Linked DNA regions of Mus musculus: region 1 is linked to region 2. Evidence: chromatin contacts called from public HiChIP or PLAC-seq data. All regions are on one chromosome and are shown on one strand. The core of a region is the stretch at or near the end of the contact, and the rest is flanking DNA. Distances in the headings are between cores, read along the strand shown. Region 1 holds the start of Prr5l (proline rich 5 like). Region 2 overlaps Prr5l (proline rich 5 like).

Evidence for each region. HiChIP or PLAC-seq counts read pairs in DNA pulled down with a chosen protein or histone mark.
Region 1: a contact with region 2 is called in a CTCF HiChIP or PLAC-seq map of CD8 T cells, with 31 read pairs. The contact joins the promoter of Prr5l here to the enhancer-like site in region 2. A contact is called at or near these places in 1 of 39 promoter capture datasets (macrophages), 2 of 15 datasets of contacts at CTCF or cohesin (CD8 T cells and the NIH/3T3 cell line), 21 of 484 Hi-C or Micro-C datasets (the C2C12 cell line, CD8 T cells, Th1 cells and 13 more), 14 of 115 datasets of contacts at active chromatin or transcription factors (CD8 T cells, the HPC-7 cell line, bone marrow-derived dendritic cells and 8 more) and 4 of 9 other capture datasets (adipose tissue, liver, macrophages and 1 more).

The regions. Positions count from the first base shown.
Region 1 is chr2:101,795,782-101,801,139 of GRCm38.p6, forward strand. It overlaps Prr5l (proline rich 5 like), which reads right to left and starts at 1,926. Exons shown (of 9, transcript NM_175181.5): 1 at 1,691-1,926.
Region 2 is chr2:101,752,760-101,758,607 of GRCm38.p6, forward strand. It overlaps Prr5l (proline rich 5 like), which reads right to left. Exons shown (of 9, transcript NM_175181.5): 4 at 5,751-5,799. Among named protein-coding and RNA genes, the nearest start is that of Prr5l, 42 kb to the right of the region's middle. Within about 2 kb of position 2,617, at least 98 of the 459 cell types and tissues checked have an H3K27ac peak or open chromatin away from gene starts, as enhancers often do. A contact at or near this core is called in CD8 T cells, Th1 cells, bone marrow-derived dendritic cells and 8 more, where this site is marked.

The sequences.
Region 1 (5,358 bases), core at 676-3,175, 42 kb after region 2:
CAGCTAGACTCAGGTTAGACCTACTGTAAGCAGGCTCATTTCTACTTCCAGCTTTCTTGTACACATTTATAGGTCCAGCTGTTAGAAGTGTGGTTAAAACACTAGAAAAAGTGGTGGAGGAACTACACTCTCCACAGTACCAAGGCCGTTTCGGGAGCTCAGTACTAGAGCTCAGTACTAGAATGAGGCCTCTTCTGCTCCAGTTCCACCTGACAGACCAACTTACCCTCCTTAGCTGCATAAGGAATCTCATTGGGGACTAATTTTAAAATGAAGCTAAAATCATTTCCCTCCTAACTCAGTGGCAGCTTCGTGTTAGCAGTAACAGCACTTTCTACCACCAAAGCGTCTTAGCAGAATTAGCAATGACATTTGGAAGTACGTGGGGAAAGTATCAGTTCTAATGAATGGTCAAAAGAGCAGTCTTGAAGGCTGATGGATGCCATGCTGGAAGCTGGCAGAGGCTTGGGGTTGGGGGAAGCTGATGGGATGGAAGGCGATTGTCCAGGACCACTGTAGTCCTTATCTGAATTTGCATGGGCAAGAATTCCAAAACTCCACCCAAGTAAGGGATGCCTGGAGACGTTTTTCCAAGTGGGTCTCCGCAGCAGACATGTAGCTGAGCCGCCGCGCGTAAGCATCTCGTCTTGTGGGGCGCGACGCAGCGCAGTAATTGAAACCTTGCACACCGCAGGATTGCAGTGGCGTCTATAAATACTCTCCACTTTACTGCTGACAAGCAAAACGCGGGCTTCTGGCACCGCGGAGGAAGAGGCGGCGGTGGCATGTGATCCCCGGCAGGGCGCGGGTAGGAATCGGGGAAACCCCTACTGCCAACAAGGGCAGCACCCCAAAATCTATTCCTGAAGGATCCTTTGTAAGCACACCTAGTCCTTGTCGCTGTCCAGGCACGAACTCTGGGAACCGTAGTCTGGTCTAGAGGTGCGGGTCCCACAGCGCCCCCTGTGCGTAAAAACGCGCAGTGCGCACACGAGGCGCGCAGAGGAAATCCCGGCCCAACGCCCGGCGGGCGCGAAAGTCGAAGCGGAAAGGGGACACCGTGGGCGCCTGGCGCAGAGTCGCAGTGAACTGTCCCGAGCTTCTCACCACCACAGGCTAGGTCTCCCTCGGGCTGTCCCCTGGCTACAGTAGCCTGCCCAGCGCTCCGGGCCAACTGGTCTCCATCTACTACCTCGACTCTCACGCCTCCCTTCAAGAAAGAAGGGGACGGCTGAGAGGATGGGTTTTTCAGGCGAGTAGCCTCCTGAGCACTCATGACTGTAGATCTGCCCCTCTGGCCTTGGGAGGATGGTGCAGATACATTCTTTTTCTGCCTTCTAGCTTACTAGGGTCCCACGCTTGGCAGGATTCCCCCAAAAAGGGTTCACAGCGCTTCCTCTCCCACCGTGACCCACTACACTCAGGGCGGCCTGCCCCTTCCCTTACCCACCTCTTGGTAGTCTACCTCCCCGCCTACAGCATCCGATGCGGAGGTTCCTTAACCACGCGGAGTCTCCCCTCAGTCTCGCTGTCCCCGTGCCCCCACTCCCACCCCCAGATCACGCCAGGCGAGTTATTTTCCGAGCCTGCGAAGTTGCAGAATGATGACTTCAGGCCCTCCAGGGACTTCCCCACTCACCCCCTTGGGGTCCCCGGCGTGAGTCACCCGAGCCGAGCCGCGCACACCCACCGCTCGCCTCCGTCTCGGACTCTGAGCGCTCAGGAAAAAGTTTCCGGTGTTCCAGGGAAAGTTTTCTTGCTGGAGAGAAACTAGCGATTCGGCTGGTTCTCGCCTCGCTCGCTCGCTCGCCCTCCCCAGGTCCTCTCCCAGCTCTGCCCTACGCCGGGTCGCGTCCTGCCCAGGTTTCTCTCCGCCGTAGCTCTCAGAGTCAGGCTGGTGACTGTTTCCCTCCTCTCTCAACTTACGGCCGCCTCCTCTCCTCCTCCCTCTCCTCCTCCCACTTTTCCTGTCCGGTGCACATCGCTGTGGTTTCTCTCCAATGCCCCCGCCTCGCTTCACCCCCATCCCACGCCTCCTCTCCAACAACAAGAGTAGGCGGAAGACCCTGCGCTTAAATTCATTTCAACAATTTCAGGAAATCCAAGGTCGTGGTCCTAAAAAGCAGGGGAGGATGCTGCAAATCAGGGGAACTCTGCACTACCTTTCGAAAAGCCAAGAAGAGTTTGGTCTCCCACTGTTAAACCCGGGATGAGAAACGTCTCCAGGAGTCCAGAGGTGTTCGTGCGACCAGATACAAAAGGACTGGAGTTCTGCGGAACATTTCTGAGGCTGAGAGAGGTTTTGTTGCTGCTTTGGAGCGCGCACGCGCGAATGCGTTTTAAGGAAAGATTTTTCAAACCGATTCCACACTTGTTTGCGTCTCTTCCTTAGCGTTGTAAAACGAATTTAAGGATCTGGGGTTCAATTTTTAGGCGAAGGTTTCACGAACACGACATATCAGAATTGAAACCACAGAAAACCAACCAGTTCGAACATTTTAAAAATGTAAAATAACTTTGGAAATTCCTTGTTGTTGCTCGGTAGGTGCTAAGAATTTGAGCTGGTGGTGGAGTAATCAGGATCCTAGCACGATGGTGTTTAACCTGTTGGTCGAGACCCCTTTGTGTGGGGTGTGTGTGTGTATGTGTCACATATTAGATATCTTGTATATCAGATATACACACAATGCATAACAGAATTACAGTTAAGTGGTAGCAACAAAATAATTTTATGGTTGGGGGCAGGGGGGGGTCACCACAACATGAGGATCTGTATTAAAGAGTCACGGCCTTTGGAATGCTTAGAATCCCTGTAGCACTTTGGAGGTAGAGGAAAGAAGACCAAGAGTTTAGGTCATCGTGCTCTACACAATGAGTTCAATTTTTCATCCTAGGTTATATGAACCCATCTCAAAAAACAAACAAAACAAAACAAAACAAAAACCCTTTTCTTTAACATTTCTCTCTCTCTCTCTCTGTCTCTCTCTCTCTCCCTTTCTTTCTTTCTTTCTTTCTTTCTTTCAAGATTTATTTATTTTATATATGTGAATACACTGTAGCTGTCCTCAGACACCAGAAGGCATCAGATCCCATTACAGATGGTTATGAGCCACCATGTGGTTGCTGGGAATTGAACTTAGGGCCTCTGGAGCAGCAGTCAGTGCTCTTAACCGCTGAGCCATCTCCCATCTCTCCAGCCCACTTTTTCTTTTTTTTTTTTTTTTAATGCAACTGTTGTAGGACTCCCTGCCTAATTTTGCCCTGCGGTTGAGAAGGGACTACTTTTAAAGCGCTGTCCGACCTCATATCAACATGCAAACTTTAAAACCACAGTGACATTTGATGAAAGAAAAGATATATTGCCCTTTTTTGGTTAAGACTAAGCATAATTTGAGCTTGGTCTTGTCAGTGTAACACTATGACACTTGTGTGCTAAGGTGGGGGTGGGGGGTGTAGGTGAACCTTTGAGCCCCTTACCTGTTCAGGAATAGTGGAATAACCAGGACTACAGAAAGCCCTTAAATCTTACCCTAAGAGTCCCTGCTATAGCTGGGGAGGGCACACAGTCTAGCTCGGGGCACAGAAAGCAAGCCTTGGGGAGCCTGGGCAGTGATGAAGAAGTGAAAGCTGGCCTAGCCACCTAGGTGACACAGGCCTTGAAGTCCAGCACTCAGGGAAGCGGATTGCTGCAAGTTCAATGTCAGCCTGCTCTCTACATTTCAAGTTTCAGGACTGCCAAGGCTGCATAGAGAGATCCTGTCTCCGAAGAAAGAGAAGAAGAAAGAGAAAGAAAGAGGAGGAGGAAGCCGAAAACCCTGCAGACAAGGCAGGGTATGTACAGCACCTCCTTCCTAGCTTCCGGGTATCAGCCAATTCCAGAAGAGTTGCCAGGCCTCAGTTTACTCTCTTGAAGTGAGAGTAAAAACAATAGGCATTTGGGGTCATGGATAAGGATGTAAGGAATTCACACTGAGGACTGCACAGAAGCTCACAGGAACTCACAAGACAGAATACTGTCACTGCTGTTATTCCTGCAGTAGGGAAAGGGTAGCCTTAAGCCCAGGCATTTCCCTTGCTAGGGCTCCTCCCCTACAGTTCTTTGTTCAAGGAGACCTACTTTATTCTGTCTGCCTGTAAACACAGCACTTGCAGTAGCCAGAGAATCCCAAGTTCCAGGTCAGCCTAGGCTAGGCAGGGAAATTCTGTCTCGAAATAAAATAAATTTGCAGTTCATTCCCTCCTCCCAACACCCTTCACCATACCCCTATTTCCCTTTAGTACCCCCATTACCATGTAATATTATTACATGTTATATAAATTAATTTTCCTCGATTTACTCTCTCCCCTCCCACCTACACACACATAGAGCCATCTAAAAGCCATTCATTCCCTTTGTGCAATGATTGATATTGTCCAAGTTACTAGACCAGCACCAGGCACATAGTATGTCCATGGTAGAGACTTTAGGAATAAATTCCATGACTAAATTCATTCCACACTAATTGCCTATGACGAGTGGGGCACTGTACAATAAGGGAGAAATTACTCAACCTGTCCAAGGATGGGAGGAGCCATTCTTGCCCTGGAAGAAGTACTTCCCTGGGGAGTATTCTTGGTGAAGGAGAAAGGGGGGTGGGGACAGGAGAAAGTATCCAAACAGTTGGAGCAAACTTTAAAGAGGCTTTAACTTCAAGGTTTGCTGATTTAATTTTGTTTGTTTGCTTGCTTGCTTGCTTGCTTGTTGAGATAAGGCTCTAAAAGCCCAGGCTAGCATCCTATACCCTTAGCCCAGGATGATTTTGCACCCCAGATTCCCCTCCCTCTATCTCCTGAGCTCTGGAATTACAGGTTATCACCACCACAGCCAATTTAGTATTGTGAATAGAAGGTCTACAGAGTGAGTTCCAGGACAGCCAGGGTAACACAGAGAAACCCTGTCTCGAAAAACCAAACCAAACAAACAAACAAAACTGTCCAGTGAGCACTGTCTCTTCTTACCAAGAAACAGAGTCCTGTTTGGGAACATTTAACACAGATCATGCCATTTAAACATTCCCTCACTGGGGAGAAAATGCTTGCTAGCTCCTTATTAAGCATGTCGCTATAGAGCCTGCCATGTCCAGTCTTTGAAATGAAACTTGGCCCAAACCAGGCTTCAGCAAAAAGGGTAACTCTTAGGCAGCCCTTTATGACTAAGGGTGGGAACCTGACTTGCCAAGTCAAGCCATAGATTTGTCCTTTGGCACACTCTGTCCCAAGATGCATTGACTAAATCATGGTCCATTTTCAGGACTAGAAGTAGAGAAAAAAATAGAAAGAGAGGAAGCAGGAGGCAGAAGGGAGGATGGGGAAGAAAAG
Region 2 (5,848 bases), core at 1,367-3,866:
TTGGGAAAAACTTCTCGACAAGGATATTTGGAGGATAGCTGCCCAAGCCACTAGCAGCTGACTGGGGAAAAGATCAGCTTACCCTGGGCAGCATGGGGCAGAATAAAGGTGCTGAGGTGAGCAGAGAAGCGGATAGGTGTATGTGTGTGTGTGTGTGTGTGGGGGGGGGTGTTACAGCTCGCCAACCATTATGTCACCTATCAAGCAGAGGAACTCCCAACACAGTCAGAGGGACCCAGGGAAAAAAGTAATCAAGTAAGCTATTGGGGAATAATGCCAGCCCCAGCTTCCCAGGAGGATGAACCCTATGCCAAATAGACAGTGACCTGCACCACCATTCTTGGCTTCTAGAGTGGTAGGGATTGATCACACCTCCTCATGGATGCTTGCCCGGCACTCTGCCAGCTGAACCTTCATTCTAACTCTCACAGGGGGCAGAGAGGGCTTGCCATACTAAACAAAAATTCACAACACCCTTTGCTTCCCATGACCATTGGATTGCTGACCGCGACTATTTACTGTACTCCCGCATGTGCAGCACCACAGTTCGCTGTGGCCCCGCTTTGCCTCCTTGCTAACCCTGGCTCATACCAGTCCCTAGCTGATCTCTACTAAATCCCTCGATTCCATATGTAGCGGGCTCCTAACATATATTCTCACACAGAACAACAAGCCTACATGACAAAGAAACCCTGCTCCCATGGAGCTAAGACGGGTGATAAAGCCCTCTTAGCATTTTGTACCTATGCACAAATCCAGTGAAGCTAACAGCCCATTACCTTAGCACACCTATTGGTTTTCATCGTTATCTAAAACCTATTAAGACTTGAAGTTATCAATTTCAAGATTCATTTTTCCACTTGTTTCATAAAGTATGAGAAAAGAATTATAAAGATAAACAAATAATTGCACAAAATTCATGTAACCACTTGGGAAACCAGGAGGAGGGGGGCAAGAGAGCTTCAGAAATCCCTGGCTGGCTGGATACTCTCTACTTAGTTAGCTCTATCTCAGAAGAGGTCAGAGTGGCCACCAGGAACTTCTAAGCCATTCCTTGTATACAGGCTTCACCTTGCCTTTGTCCTGAATACCATTCAAACCTCAATCCTAGTGGCCTTCTTACCTAAAGAGAACGCAATCCTCACCCACCCTCCCTATCAGGCTCCTTTGTGCCCCACGCTGAACCTCCAGAGAATGCATGGAAGTCCCCTCCTTCCCAGCTGCCCACCTCACAGTCTCCATTTCCTTCTAGGAAATATGGCTTACTACAGAAGTCTTCTGAGAGGGATCAAAAATGGAAATCGTACCTTATCTTCCTCATCTGGTTTGGATTTGAAAATCGCAAGAGATATTCTCCTCACCCTGTCCCATCTTCATAATTATTTATCTTACTCATTTATATTTATTTATTCTGGATCTGATCTGAAGACCCTGACCTGCATGATATCCATCGTCAGTCAGTGCCACAGCTTTAAACTCCATTCTGTCTGGGACCCCTAGCCCTGGGTCTCCTCTCTCAGCTACTGCCAAGAGCACGTTTCCCTGGCACAATGATGATCAGTCTCTGCTCGGGCTCTTGCAACAATCAGATAAACAAATTATGAACATACCTTTAAGTTCACAAACATGTGTATGCCAATTCACATGTGCATGTATGTATGTGCATGCACACACAGACACACACACACACACACAGACACACACACACACACAAACACAGCCAGGCATCTATGACCTATTGACAACTGCTTTGTCCGTGCCTGCTGCTCCCCTAACAGTCCCTTGCTCAGAGCCCTTGACTTTAGTTTCTCTATGAAGCAATCCAAAAGAAATGGGACTTTCTGAGCTTGGGGCGAGACTTGTAGCAAACAGAGCAACCCACAGATGCAGAACTGAGAAATGGAGGTATTTGTCACCCTGCTCCCCCATACATTGAACCACAGAGATACCTTACTAAGGAATCCAAAAATGCAGATCATTTTATAATATCCATTTTCAAACACGCCAGAGAACCAATTATCCCTCCAGGCAGTCCCTGGGATAGAGTTCTACTCCGAAACCTCAATTTTCCTCTCAGGCACAATTCAAAACAGACGGGGGGGGGGGGGGGGAGAGTCAAAACTGGAAATGTCAGAAATTTTTCTGGCCACTGTCTCTCAGAAATCTATTCAGGTTCCTGCAGCCCAAACAGGCTGTCTTCTCTGTGTGCAGAGCAGAGATAAGCCGAATTTTTTTTTACCTGCTGTCTCTGCCCTCACCCCAGGTCATTTTCATTATTCTTCACTGTGGATGTTCTTTCTTTAAAATTGTAAAATAAAAATGCTCACTTGCTCTAAGGTAGAGACCCAGACAGGAAGAGCTCTGGCTATGACTCTGCAAGTGCCAAGCTCTCACCGGGAGAGGAGGGTCCCACAAAAGGGCAAAGCCAACTTTCAAAAGCAGGTTGGGGGGGAAGGTCGTGCAGACCTCACGCTGAGGTGGGGGGGGGGGGGCATCGTGCAGACCTCACATTGAGGGAGCTTGTTTACATTCTTCTGAAACAACCGGGGGTTGAGGGACTTTCCTGATTGTCCTAGGGCTCGGCTCCTGAAGGCTCGCCCTCCCGCCCGCCACCCCCCCCCCTGCTTTGCTCCAGATCCTTTGTTTGAGCCTCTTGGGGCTTTGCCCCTGAACTGTTGTGAAGCTTCCCAGATCCCAGGGACTCCTTGCTGTGTGGAGATTTCTTGTGCAGATTTGAAAACCTCAGCGGTACCCAGCCCCAGTCTTCCCACTTGAATGTCTCCTGAACTACCTTCACCACGGTGGCCACAGGCAGGAACACCTGCATTGTTATCCTTTATGAACATTTTTTTTTCTTTAAGCTGTTTGTCAAAATTGTCACTGCGTGCTAAAAGAAACCGGTAGCAGCACCCCTTACCACAAGTGGAAAACTCGCTCAGAAATTAACTAACAGCAAACAAATACTGACAGTCACCTATCCCTAGCTAAAACTGCCAAGTTCAAGGTTAGCTCCCTTTTCCTTAACTAAGGAGGCTGCCAAGTCCTGGAGAAGATGGCATAGACTTTCTCTGGCATGACAATAAGGGATAAAGCAAACATTTTCTAAGCCCACCTCTGATGATATTCACTGCCACATTTAGGTTCCTAAATGTCACTTCTGATATGTATTGTTGACAACTCTAAACCGTTGACAGAGGTAAATGGAAGGAAAGTAAATGCTTAGAAACATTGGGGGGAGGGGTGGGGCTGGAAACAAACACCCACAACTTAAAAACAACTGCATTATAAGTGTGTCTAGACGAGTCTTTTTCCAGTTTAGCACCCTAAATAAGAAAAACCCCCGCATTCAAAGTTCTGAAAAAGCATTCCCCACACCACACGCTGAGAAAAAGACGTGGGGTTCACCAAGCACCTTCTCCGGTTAGGTTCCTGGTAGGAAATGGCATGTGGTTGTTAGTTTTGAAGTCTCTGGCATCTTTGTAAGCAGTATTAGCCACCTCCCAAAACCTCAGGGCTTCCCATGTGCACAAGTCCCCACCAGACACACCCTTCCTACCGGCCTAGGGGTAACCCCCAAGGCCAAACAACAGCTGGCATTTAAAACTTGACTGAAACCACAGGGACCCCATCTCTTTCAAATGTCAAGGCAGAAGGCAGCCTAGCCCGGCAGGCTCCTTTCTTCAGGACTTATGAAGAAGAAGAAAAAAAACAAAACAAAACAAAACTATTTTCAGTAGCCTGCCTTCAAACCAATCAATAGAGACCACAGGGGAGCAGAGTAAGGTAGAGGCTGGCCTTTGAGTGAAGGGCAAATAAGATGACTCACAGTTAGGACTCACTATCACATTCTGAGACTTCATCCCTCCCTTCCTCCCCCTAGCCGGGTAACCTGACTGAATTTCAGGTTTCCACTGGGTCTTGATCTAACTAGATTTAGGGTTACTGTCTCTCTCTCTCTTTCTCTCTCCCTCTCCCTCTCCCTCTCCCTCTCCCTCTCCCTCTCCCTCTCCCTCTCTCTCTCTCTCTCTCTCTCTCTCTCTCTCTCTCTCTCTCTCAGACTATGCATGTATATGCAAGAGTGCACACACCTGCACATACACACGTGAATATGAGCTTGCGTTTAGCTGACTGACATCTGTCATCCTTTAATAGTGGACATAAGAGTTGATCACTTCCTGATACTGAGTCAATAAACAAAATGATGTCCCACTTTCTAACTGCAAAAATCTCTCCAAACAGTTTTAAAATTGAGCTCTACTTGGACACAAAATAACACAAAACAAACTACCACCAAAAGCCTATGTGTTTTTAACCTTCCTTTCCCATTCGAATGGATGGGGTTGTGCCTCAGCATAAGAAATAAGAACCAGGATAAATTTAACAAACACTTACTCTCTTATTGTGCTAGCCCGTAAGGCTTTGTAAATAAAAATGTATTTAGTCCCTACAGTAACCCTATATGGGTAGGTCCTAAAGGTTAGGTCCTGGTTTTGTAGAAGAGGAAACTGAAAGAGACAGAAATGGCAACTTGCTCCCAGCAACACACTCAGTAAATGGCCGTGCTGGTTCCTGAACCTGGGTAGCCTGTAGCAAGGTCCATGATCATGACCACCATGTTATGTTGCCATGTTTCATGCTATGTTATGTTACATGCTACAACTAGCATTGAGTTCTCCACCGCTGTTATTTCATGTAAACCACATAATAGGGTAAACTATATTTTTGTCCTCATCTTACAAACAAGAAAACTGAGCCAGACAGAAATAAAGCAGCTTGCCCAGACCCACCTAGCAAATGAGTGAGAACCGGGAGCTGACGTCATGGGAGGGAGGGTCACATAGCCGGCTACTCACCATCAACACCCAAATCCCCCCTGCTCAGAGGTAACGAAGCAGCTTATGTCTATGACTTAGAAACTGTCCTTTGCAGGCACACACACACACACACACACACACACACACACACACACAGGGGAGCAGACAGACAGACACCCCCCCCCCCCCCACACACACACACCTGGGACTTTGGATTTCTTAGCCCCACAACAATGCATAGGCAGGAGGGAAGTCTGCCTATCATACCAATCCTGCTGTCAACAGAACAGACCAGGAGGCCTAGTGACAAGAAATAAACTGTTCAAAGGGCACATAACCCAACTAGACACCACACATAGGACAGGCGGGATTTAGGGCAGTGGTGGAAGTCACTGTCCTCTGGTGGAAAGCTATGTCTTCAGGAATATCAAGTGGATTCTGCCTTTTCCTGCCTGTGTCCCAGAGCTGGACAGTGCAGCTCTCCAGGGACTGTGTGATGTGGAATACACAATCCAGAGTAAGCAGCAGGGAGGAGAAAAGAGCCTTCTAGAAAGCAGGCCATGTGCCTGCTTATTATGGTTTATTCTGGAAACTTTTTTTTTCTCTCAAAAAAAGAAAAAGTGTTTTTCTGTAAGTTAAAGACATATTTTAGAGCTTCTGAGGCACAATTTCTCTTATGATAAGGACAGACAGATGGACCCCAAAGGAGCAACAGTCTCTAACAGTATAAATGAGTCCCGAGACTCAAACGCCTGAGACTGCAAGGGATCTGACTGATCTCCACTCACATCAGGGACCAAGTGGGTGCAGCAGCTCCTTCAGCCCATGTAACTGTGGGTGGGCACTGAGGGAGCAGTCACTGAGTATGGATACCCCTCCCTGTGGGTATGTGAACTGCAATGTAGAATAATGGGCGCTGGGACCTTCCAAGCTTACCTGGAAATAGTCAGTAATGAATGATCCAAGTTCACTCTTCAGCAGCCGCCTGGGGAGAGAGAAACACGGAATCAGACTCAGGCAGCTATTGATGCCAT